2 separate regions of the Sus scrofa genome follow, and region 2 is linked to region 1. A link is a contact called in public promoter capture Hi-C data. All regions are on one chromosome and are shown on one strand. The core of a region is the stretch at or near the end of the contact, and the rest is flanking DNA. Distances in the headings are between cores, read along the strand shown. Region 1 holds the start of CNFN (cornifelin). Region 2 holds the start of GRIK5 (glutamate receptor ionotropic, kainate 5).

What was found. Promoter capture Hi-C pulls out the DNA fragments that hold promoters and counts their contacts.
Region 2: a contact with region 1 is called in a promoter capture Hi-C map of fetal liver, with 2.9 times the contacts expected there. The contact joins the promoter of GRIK5 here to the promoter of CNFN in region 1. A contact is called at or near these places in 1 of 5 promoter capture datasets (fetal liver) and 1 of 2 datasets of contacts at active chromatin or transcription factors (alveolar macrophages).

What each region holds. Positions count from the first base shown.
Region 1 is chr6:49,566,953-49,572,745 of Sscrofa11.1, forward strand. It overlaps CNFN (cornifelin), which reads left to right and starts at 3,080. Exons shown (of 4, transcript NM_001244689.1): 1 at 3,080-3,167; 2 at 4,328-4,438; 3 at 4,881-5,017; 4 at 5,111-5,334. The coding sequence starts at 4,330. The coding sequence ends at 5,200.
Region 2 is chr6:49,837,647-49,843,439 of Sscrofa11.1, forward strand. GRIK5 (glutamate receptor ionotropic, kainate 5) reads left to right here and starts at 3,025. Exons shown (of 21, transcript XM_021094434.1): 1 at 3,025-3,538; 2 at 5,429-5,557. The region is part of intron 1 of ZNF574 (zinc finger protein 574); the gene reads right to left.

The DNA of each region.
Region 1 (5,793 bases), core at 1,830-4,329:
AGATTAAAAAAAAAAAAAAAAAAAAAAAGGCCATCAAGATTCGAACTAAGGTTTTCTGGCTCTGGAGTCCATTGGACAAAACTACCACTCAAAAAATAAGTCCTGCCTTAATCTAGTCAGAATTATAGAAACTTGATAACTGAAACTGCACCCAAACACAGGTGCACCCTAGGGAGAATCACAGGAGGGCAATACAGATGCACAAATAGAAAAGACCCCCTTGGAGTTCCTGTTGTGGTGCAGCGGAAATGAATCCAACTAGTATCTACGAGGATGCAGGCTTGATCCCTGGTCTCTCTCAGTGGGTTAAGGATCTGGCATTGCCATGAGCTGCGGTGTAGGTTGCAGACCGGGCTCCGATATGGTGTTGCTGCACTTGTAGCGTAGGCCAGCAGCTGCAGCTCCAATTCAACCCCTAGCCTGGAAACCTCCATATGCCTCAGCCCTAAAAAGAAGGAAAAAAAAAAGACCCCTTTACATGTCACACCCCAGAACAAGGGAACATGCAAAAAGAGACACATCTTGATAATCCCCATACAGATACACAGCACCCAGAGAGGGACATACCAGGCACAGATACAACACACCCAAACCCAGACACGGTGACACACCCAGAGCTGCTCGAGTCCCTCCTGTTCCACTCCCAGCCCTGCTGGGCTAGCCCTCGAGGAAGCAAGTGACAGGCTTAGAATGGGAAGGGGGCCACCTCACTTGCCAGCTCAGCCAGACCGGTTCCACCAGAGCCATTGGATGGCACCACCCGGCTTGTGAAACCTACATTGGGCAACTGGACCCTGACCTGGCCTGGACATCTGAATTCAGGGGAGAGAGGGGCTGGGAGCCTGGACTCCTGGGTTCTGAAGGAATAGGGGCTGGGTGCCCAGTTCATGGATTCTAGGGGAATGGAGGAAGGATTCCTGGTTCTGGAAACAGAGGGGCCCAGGCATCTGGATTCCTCTGTCTTTGAAGGTAAGTTTCCAGATTTAGCAAATAGAAATATAGGACACCAAATTCACCTAGAATTTCAGATAAACAGCAGAGACTTTTTAAATATGTCCCATCCAATACTGGGGACCTACTTATACCAAAAAAAAAAAAAGTATTTGTTCTTTATCTGAAATTCCAATTTAACTGGACATCCTGTATTTTACCTGGCCACCCTGTTTGAGGAGGTTGGAGGCCAGATGCCTAGAGACTCTGCCATAGTCACTCCTCTGCCCCTGGGCTTCCCCTCTTCCTGCCCACTGCCCTCCTCTTCACTCCCCAAGCAGGCCACCTCACAGTTTCCCCAATCCCAATTTCCACATCTACATGAGTTGCTGTATCAAACTAATTGGGGCTCCTAAGCTGTGTCAGAGTTGGGAGAGGAAACTTGAGGACAATTCAGGTTGTCACCTTGGGAGCCCTAGGGTCTGACCCTGAGTCACCTGCAGCCCATGATCTGGAGAGTTGGGGGATGGGGCCCTGTGGCCGCTCCACGGGGCAGGCCTCAAAATAGGGAGAGATGCTGAGATTGGAGGCAGAGACTTCAGGATAAGGGAACTGAAACACAGCTTGGGAGAAGAGAGACTCAGAAATGAGGAGACAGAGAACCAGAGAAATTTGGAAAGATTTGTAGAAATGAGGAAAGACGAGAAGAGAGATCTGGAGGCAGAGATGCAAGATGGGGGTCAGAGACACTAGAAAAGAAGTGGGGAGATGTTCCCCTGACATTCAGGCTCCCTGACCAAGTGATGGACACACACAGGCAAGATGCTGAGTGCTGCTCTTAGGTCCAGGGACAAGGACAGCAAGCTATCTGGGTGGTGCCAGGAGACCAAGGCTTAGAACCTGGTGTGTTGGACCAACAGGAGGGGGAGAATTAGGATCCCAGGCCAACAGGGTGATCCACCTCATCACCTCATTCCCATCCCTAGTGAGGTGACAACACTACCTTCTCTGTAGGTGACACCCCAATTTTACGGCACCTCCTACATTTTTTGGGGTGCCACCCGTGCTGGGAACCCCACCCGGCTCTAATTCTGCTTCCCTCACTGAGTCACCTCCAACCCCGCCAGGCCTGTTGGGGGGAGACTTTGTTGACTCAAGCATCCAGGCCCCCAGCTCTTTCGTCTCCCAGGAACCCAGCAGTCTGGGTATCCCAACACCCCTATGCCACTCAGGGATGCAGCCTAGCCTAACCCTAGGAGTCTGGACCACCAGCCCTCTCCTTCCTCGTCCTAGGAATCCCAGCCCCCAGTTCTCCCCTCTGCTAGGATTCAGATGTCTTAGACCACATCCACCTCCTTCAGGAAGCACAAGTTTCTCAGTCCCCAGACTCCTTCCCAATTTGGAGTTGGGTGCAATGTGTTTATGCACATGTGTTCCAGCACGAGTCCCCAAAACACACTGCCCCCCATGTGCCTGGTGGCCCTGAATGGGAGGACAAGGCCCCCTCACTAAGGCCTCACAAAGGGTGAAGGGAGAGGGAGCCCTTTCTTGTCTCCCCCATTTCCCTTCCCTCTAAGCCACTGCTTGACCAGTGGCCAGAGCCTCCACCCACCAGCCCCTCCACCTTTCCATCTTCAGGTCTTTTCTCCGAATCTCTGTCTCCGCCTTTCTTGTTATTTCTCCCAGATCTTTGTGCCTCTCTGTCTTGGCGTCTCTCTCTCCATCTTCCCATCTCTCTCCATCTCTCTGAATCTCTGTCTCTCTCTCTCCTCTGGCCCCTCCTGCCTCTGTCTCCCATTCCTTCCCCATCTCTCTCTCTCCCCCTTTTGGTCTCTGTACAGCTGTGCCCTTGAGCCTCCCCTCTGCCTTCTCTTTCCACCTCTCTGTCTCTCTGCCCACTTCCTTTTCTATCTCTACTCCCAGCTCATCATCCCTGGACCTCCTGCCCCACAACTCCCGAGGTCCTCCGGGAGTAGGGGGAGTGGGGGAGTGGGGGGGTGGGGGATGGGGAGAGAGGGAGGGAAAGTCCCGGTGAGGGGAAGAGTCAGCCAGACAGGCTTGGCTCCCTAGACACCTTTGTCAGAGCCCCGCCCAGGGCCACATGGCCAGCCTGGATATAAGCAACTCCTGGCCCAAGACTGAGAACTCAGTGCCTGCTGTCACCTACACCTCTGTCTCCATCATCACCGTTGCAGTCCCGCAGGTAGGAGCAACCACCCGCAGCCCTCTGCTCAGAGGTTGGTGCTTTCTTCCCACCCAGCTCCACGCACATCTGTCTCCTTATAAATCTGTTTACCTCTCTGGACACCCCTGTCTTTCTCAATGTCCCTGGTGACCCCCTTCTCAACCTGATGGCACTGGGTTGAATTTGGAAGTCCTGGGGCCTAGTTCCCTTCTACTGACTCTCTTGGCTGGGCCATCAACTGTGGGACATTTCTCTTCACCTCACTGAGCTTCAGTGTTCTATCTGTGAAATGGGCTTGCAGAAAAGTCAAAGTACTGGGCAGGTATGAGTGTTACTGGTGGCATCTCTAGCAGTATGTGGCTCTGACGTCTTTTTCCTCCTGTTTCTGACTCTGCCTGTCTCTGTCTCTTGGTCTCTCTCTCTCTCCAGCTCTGCCTCTGGTATGAGGAGGGTCCTCTGGGGTCTGTCGGGCAGCTGCACATTGATGGGCGAATTTCTCGCCCCGACCCCATCCATCCCTGTCCCAGGTCTCTCGTGGCTGGCAAGGTGACTTGGCCTCTTTCTCCCCCAGCATCCTTACCCCCAAGAACCCAGCCCCCAGTGCCCCTGCCCCTTGCTCTGCCCTCCCCCAGTATCCAGCATCCCTTGGACAGACTCTGACGCTGTCATCACCACCACCTCTGCGGTCCCCAACGCCAGCCACCTCCTCAGGGCCAGCAAGATGCAGTTTGAGATGCATGACAACGTGAAAGGCAAAGGTGGGATCACTGGATGGACCTGCAAACCTTCAAGTCCCTGGAATATGGCCGTTTCCCTCCCCTGGGCACCCTGGCTTCGAAGACAGACCGCACCTGTTTGCATCCCAGAAGCTCCGAAATGGAGGAATCCAGCATCCCAGGCCCAGACGTGGAGGAGACAGAAACACGTCTCGGCCCCGCCCACATGTGGCGCAGGCCCTTCCCTGACATGCAGGATGCCCCCCGCCCCAGCCCCCGCTGAACCACGTGTGCAGGAGGCAGCAACAACCGGGACAAGCTGGGCTGACCAGGCCCAGATGTAGCAGGAGGGAAGGGGGAAGCACAGTGGCGTCCCCTCAGTGGGCGGCCTAGTGGCCTCGCCCGACTGCCCGGCAGAGGGAGGGGTGGCTGAGGTGTGAGGGCCCAGGAAGTGCTGCGAGGCTGTCCCGCTGACCCCCGTCCTCCACCTCCGCAGCCATGTCCTACCCAGTGACCAGTCAGCCCCAGTGTGCCAGCGGTTGCTACCAGACCCAGCTCAGTGACTGGCACACCGGTCTCACGGACTGCTGCAATGACATGCCCATCTGTGAGTCCCCGCCGCTCCCTCTCCAAGCCCGGGGCGGGGGCGGGGTGGTGTTGGTGGGAAGGGAGGGAAGGTCACTCCCAACCCTCTCCTCGCCCCTCTATCCCCGGCTTCCAACTTTGGGCGCTGAATTCGCACTCTCTAACCCTCAGGCCATCCTTGGATGCCCGACACTCTCTTGGCCTCACACCTTCCAATTTCCACTCAGATTCTCCACGTCCCCAACTCCCCCTTCATACCCTATTTCCCAGTCTCGCCCCCCCCCGCCCCCAACATCCTCAGACCCCTAACTCCCTCTGGGACCTTCGCTTCGCTTTCTCCAATACTCAGTTCCCTCTGGGACATTCGACCGCGCTCCGCTGACCCCCGCTTCGCCCCTCCCCGAGGCGGAGCCGGCGGGGGGCACCCTGCGGGCCGGGCCCTTACAGTGCTGCGTCCGCCCCAGGTCTGTGCGGCACTTTCGCCCCTCTGTGCCTCGCCTGCCGCATCTCCGACGACTTCGGCGAGTGCTGCTGCGCGCCCTACCTGCCCGGAGGCCTGCACTCCCTGCGCACCGGCATGCGCGAGCGCTATCACATCCAGGTGCGCGCGGAGCCCAGGACCCGCGGGAGGAGAGGGGTGGGACTGGCCCCCGGGATCCAAGGCGGAGCGGCTAACCTTTCTCCCACTCTCCAGGGCTCTGTCGGGCACGACTGGGCGGCCCTCACCTTCTGCTTGCCCTGCGCCCTCTGTCAGATGGCGCGGGAACTGAAGATCCGAGAGTAAAGCTCCTCGATCCCTCTCCTTCCCCATCCGCCCTTCTCCGTCCTCTCTTGGGAGGTCCTGCCCCTCCGCCCTCTCCCGCCACCAGAAACGCACCCACAATTAAAAAAAAAAAAAAAAAAAAACCGTAAAACCAACTCCGCCTACATCCTTTTGTCCCAGGGAAGGAATCTGGGTAGAGAAGGAGGTTTGGTGAGGGAGGCGGGGACCCAGGGAAGATGCCTAGGTGTGGAAGGAGTTCCAGAGTCAGTTGGATGTTTGATCTGGGTCTGCTGTGTTCCCACACTGGAGTCTGTTCCCTCTCTTAAGCCAGGGAGTCCTCACTAATAAAGTAAAATCACTAACCCCTTAGCTGCCTACCTGGAGCTCTGCCCAATTCCTGAAACTAAGCAAAATCAGGCTCCTTGGGGATAGTCCATGCACAACCCCCACATAAAGTTAGAAGATTCCCCCTGCTCCTTCAACACCTGTGGACTCTTGGTCGACACACAATTCTAACAGATTAGGGGAGCTCTTTGTCTTCAGGTTTAAACTGCAGGTTTAAAACTCTCCAGAGCTGAAAGGAATACTCAAGGATCACTGGATTCGGAGTTTCC
Region 2 (5,793 bases), core at 1,775-4,274, 270 kb after region 1:
CCACTGCTTCCTAGTCCTTCCCAGGGACAACTCTTTCCCTTTATCATCCCCCTACCAAAACCCCAGATCAATTTCCCCCTCTAACTTCTTGCTTGCATATTTCCATTCCCACCCCACTTCCTAACAACCATTCCTCCCCACACAGGAGTAGCAAGCACAAAACCTTCCCAGCAGATCTACCCGAGTCTCACCTCTCAATCAACTCGCATCAAACTCCACCTGCCTGATTCTTGCAACCTGTCCAATCCTTCATTATAATGCCTCACAGCTGGCCCAAGGCCCCACACAGGAAACCATATCCTCTTCTCCACTCAGACTTCCTTCCACTGATTCCTCACCAACACACTACCCATCCCTAGCCCCAGATGCCCAGGAGTCCTTACACAGGCCCCAACGACCCACTTCTCCAAGCCTGTTTCTCCTCTGCTCCCACCCTCAGGTTCTCTTTTTACCCCCCAACCACTCAAACTGCCCCAATGTTCTGCCACTTTCAGCACCTTCTCAAGGTACAATCCCCCTCCTTTGCACACAACCCCTGCCACCCACTAACTCTCTCCCTTTGGTGCCGAGGTTCCTCATGTCAAACTGTCCCTTCTCCTAATACTTTTCTCACAGTGGCCTATCCCATTTCCACACCCAGACCTTTTCCAACTTGACCTCTTCGTGATTCCCAGTCTCCCCTCTTCAAATTACTTAACTCTCTCTACAAATCAAGGCCTTGTACCCCAACCCTAAACCCCTCTCCACAATCCCCAGGCCCATCTTCACAAAAACCTAACCCTTTCTTCATACTCAGACCCTTCCCACCATCCTAACTCATGCAGCCAGGGCAGCCACACCTTTCACATTAATTACCTATCTCTTTTGTACAGTGAGACCTCATCTACTATTCTAATTCCCTCTGGGGTACCCAGACCCCCCGCCCATACTGACTTAAACCCAGCTTCTTCATAGACAACCACCTTAGACCATTGAGGTATTCCTGGAGCCTTTCTTCACATTTTCTCCTTCCTCCCACCCTAACCCATTTTCAGATACCCACATCCCTCTTCCTTATAAAAAGACCTACCCTTGCCCTCACTCACTACAAGGACACCCTGAGCCCCACCCCCTCGCATTATTAACCTAACCTTTTCTTCTTTACAAAAAAAGACCCCAACCTCTCACCCTAATACACTGTAGAATACCGACACCCTTCTTCATACTAACCTAAGCCCCTCTTATTTGCAAAAAGACCCAAACCCACCACAACCCATTCTGGGGATGCTCAGACCACCTCTTCACATCAAAATTCCTTCCCTCAGGGCTCCTGTCGTGGCTTAGCAGTTAATGAACCCGACTATCGTCCATGAGAACTCAGGCTGGATCCCTGGCCTCACTTAGTGGGTTAAGGATCCGGCATTGCTGAGGCACAGGCTGGCAGCTACAACTCCGACTGGACCCCTAGCCTGCGAACCTCCACATGCCATGGGTGAGGCCCTAAAAAGACCAAAAAAAAACACCCTCTTCTCTGCAAAAACGTGTCGTTCCCCCCCCCCCCAACACACTCTAATCCAATCCAGGAATGTCCAGACTACCCTTCAAAATGGTTTAACTCCTTTCACACATACCCCTCCCACTGGTCCAAATCTTATTAAGAATACCCAAACGCCTCTTCTGAAGAACCCCTCCCCCCACCATCCTAACTGGATAGATAGCCAGATCCTTCTTCCTCACACCCAGACCCCTCTCACCAGTCTATTACTCTGGGGCTACTGGATCCTCCCCCCCCTCCTTAATACACAGACTTCTCTCACCACTCTCGCCCTCTCCATGGATCCCCAATTCCCATTCTTCACCTTGACCTAATTCCCTGTACTTTTCAGAAAGACTACCTCTACTCAGCTCATTCTATGGACACTAGATACCAGTTTCCCATAACATAACCCTTCTTTGCAAGAGATTCCTCGCAACCCATTCCAGGGGTACCCAACACCCTCACCACTTTAGTTTAACTCCTCTTCGCATTAATACAACCCTATTCTTCACACTAAGACCTCTCTCTAAAACTCCCCCCAGACACATCCATTTCCTAAATTCTTTTCACACTAAGCCTTCTCATTGGTTTAACCCTTCCAGGCATAGCCAGATTGTCTTTTTCCTTTAACTTAATCACCCCTGCTCCACCCCTAAACCCCTCCCTGGCCACCCAACTGCCCTCTAACCGTCCATCCTCCTCCACCCTCCTTCGGTCCTGGACTGTCCCATCCCCAAACCCTTTGCCGAGTACTCCCTGGAGCCTTGGAGACCCTCCTGGGGGCAGCTTTAACACCTCCGTTTCCACCCAGGTCCCTGCCAGCCCCTAGCCCGAGTCCCGTCCCTCTTCACTCAGCCCCTCCCACGACTCCAGCCCTCTTCGCACCCGCCGCCCCGGCCCGCGCCCGACCTCGCGCCCCGCGGGCCGTTGGTACCGCTCCGCCCTCACCTCCAGGCGCGCGCCCCCCTCTGGCCCTCTGAGCAGGCAAGGTGGCAAGAGTAGGCCGCGGGGGGGAGGTTCGGGAACCCGGCCGGCCCTTCGGGCGCCCGCCCGCACTTACCTGCCTCCGCCGTCTCGCACGGCCCGGGCCCGGGCCCGGGCAGCCGCTCCCCTGGCACGGCCACCCTAGCGCTGCGCCCTCTCTAGCTCCCGCCGTCCCCTCTCGTCTGCTCCGCAGCCTCGCTCTCGCTCCCAATCGCCCCCAGCAACGCCCCTCCCACCTTCCTCTTCGGCCGCCGCGCGGATGGCCGAATTCGCCCAATCATCGCCCGTCTGGCCCTTGCCGTTCGGCCAATAGGCGCTCACGTCTTCGAGCCTTGGACCAATAGTATGGGGCATCGGTAGTCCCCACGCAGCGCCCAGCCAATCCTCTAGCGATGTACCCTCACCGGCCGCCCCCTCCCCCCCGTGCCCGCCCTCTTACGCCCCCTGAAGGATGCTCCTCCTCCACCCCCTCGACTCTGCTTGACGGCTCGAGATGGGAGGGCAGCGCGGTGACGTCAGACGGCGGAGTGGTGCTTTGGGCGCCATCTTGGGGGCTCCAGGCGGAAGGCGCGTTGCGGGGGAGGGGGAAGTGGGGGAAATTGAGGCACGCAGCACCGGGAGGCCGGGGGCAGGGTAACTTGAGGCGCAGGAACCCCGGAGGAGCGAAGGGAAAGAGTGAAGTACCCACCAGTCACCGCGAGGAGAGAGAGAAAACTAGCTTCAATTGCACGGACGGAGAAAAAGGGGACGTCAAAGGTCCAGACTCACTTCGTTAGAGAATAAAGGCAGCGAGAAGGGAGGAAAGAAAAACCGAAAGACCTTGGTTCGGAGGGGAGAAGAAATGTCGGAAGAAAAGCAAGGAGAGAGGGAATCTGAGAGAACAAGGAGAACCTAAAGAATAAGGGAGGAAATGGGAAATAGAAGGAGAAAAAGTAAAAGCCGCGATGGGCGGTTTTGAAGAAACGGGAAATGGGGGGGGTAGATGACCTGAAGGACAACCAGGGTGAAAACCTGAAGGAAGTGACCCTGTAACGCCTGGTCTGTATCCTCCTTACTTCCCTGGTGCCCTCCTTCCAGGCCTCCAGGGCACAGGGAAGGAGGAGTCCCCATGTGTCGAGGGGCTCAGACCCTTCCAACTCACCATCCCTTTCTGGCCCTCAGGGCCTTAGGAACAAGTTGCCTCAGCTCTCTTGTTTTCAGAGCTATTTTCTAAGGATAGGAGAGCAGCAAAAAATTAACTTGTTCTAACTGCCCCCCCTCCCCCCTCCCGTTTCTCCTATAAGTAAACTGAGTCTAGAGGAATTGGTCATTTACCTTCCTGAGGCCAAAAAGCTACTAGGAGACCCCAAACACCAAGTAAGACCTAGGTCTGACTCCTCAGCCATCACATTTATTATGTTTTTCAATTAGATTGTAACTGGGTGTCCTAACTCGCTCCTAGATTAAACTCAACACCATGTTCATGTAATTAGACCCGACTTCCTGGATTGGAATCCTGGCCCTGCCACTTCCTTGCTCTTGTCTTGGGCAAGCTGACTTCTCTGTGCCTCAGTTTCCTCATCTGGGACATAACAGCCCCTGACTCATGTGAGTCAAAGCTATGTAAGAGTTATTTTTATTAGGGCCTCAAGGAGCCTGGTAGCAACAACTAAGCCATCCTGAGTGCATTATAACTTGCAAAGTATGCTCAGTGCTTTCCATGCATTATTCGTTTTAATCCTCTCAATGACCCTAGGAAGGAGGAACTATTGCTCTCGCTTTGCAAAGAAACTGAGGCTCAGAAATTAAATAACTTGTCCATCATTAGGAAGAAACAGAATTCCAACCCAGGAATTGACTCCTGGGTCTATACTCTTGGTGCCCAGGCTCTGCTGCTTGGCAGGTGGGACGTGCAGAGTGGCATTCTAAATACATGAATTCAAAAAGCAGAGAAAAGTTGGTGGTAATCAGTTAACTCTAAGGTTGGTAATCTGGATTTGCTCTCAGGGTGAAGTCACCTGGGACAGGAACGTGAGCATCTGGAAGCTAGATTTAGGCTTTGACAGGCGCCATACCCTCAGGCAGATTCCCTCTCCCACTGAGGCCTCCTTTCTCCATTTAAAAATGAAAAGGTGGGAGTTTCTGTCATGGCTCAGTGGTAACCCAACCTGACTAGTGTCCCTAAAAATGAAAAGGTCGCTCAGTGGCAACCTGACTGGTATCTACAGGGAGGTGGGCTCAGTCCCTGGCCCTGATCAGTGGGTTAAGGATCAAGGATCCGGTGTTGCCATGGAGCTGTGGTGTTAGTCCACAGATGCTGCTCGCTGCTCAGATTTTTTTTTTTTTTTTTTTTTTTGTCTTTTTTTGTTGTTGTTGTTGCTATTTCTTGGGCCGCTCCCGCGGCATATGGAGGTTCCCAGGCTAGGGGTCCAATCAGAGCTGTAGCTGCTGGCCTACGCCAGAGCCACAGCAACTCGGGATCCGAGCCGAGTCTGCAACCTACACCACAGCTCACGGCAACGCCGGATCGTTAACCCACTGAGCAGGGGCAGGGACCAAACCCGCAACCTCATGGTTCCTAGTCGGATTCGTTAACCACTGCGCCACGACGGGAACTCCTCGCTGCTCAGATTTTGTGTTGCTGTGGCTGTGGTGTAGGCCGGTGGTTTACAGCGCCAATTTGACCCCTAGCCTGGGAACTTCCATGTGCCACAGATGTGGCCCTAAAAAAAAGACGAATAAAAATAAAATGAACAGGTGAGGGGGAGGGATAAATTAGGAGTTTGGGGTTAATTACCTAAATTAACAGATAACCTACAAGGGAAGATAATCTGAAAAAGAGTATATGTATAATTGAATCACTTCACTGTACACCTGAAACTAACACAGCATTGTAAATCAACTGTATGTCAACAACAAGAATTTTAAATGTAAATCCATACTTCACAGAAAAACAAAAGAAAAAGAAAATGGAAGGCTCTGGCTTGGCTTGTCAGGCCCCTTTCTGCTCCACCCTTCTGCTTGGACTTCCCAGTTTATCTGGATTGACTGGATCCCTTCACTTCAGATGATATAAGGGTAAGATGAGGCCTGCATCAGTTTTTCTGGAGGTGGTGGCACAGGAATAGGACTTCTGGGACAAGTTCAATTTAGAGAGAATAGGCATTTTATGCTGGAGTCCCTGCATAAGCAAAGGCCTAAAGGCCAGGGCAAGTGAGTCTGGACTTTCAGGCCCGTTGAGGGTGGGTGTTAGGGGCCCAAGTATGATGAGGTGTATGCAGAGTTGGAGGTCCTTCAGGGTCAGGCGTATGTGT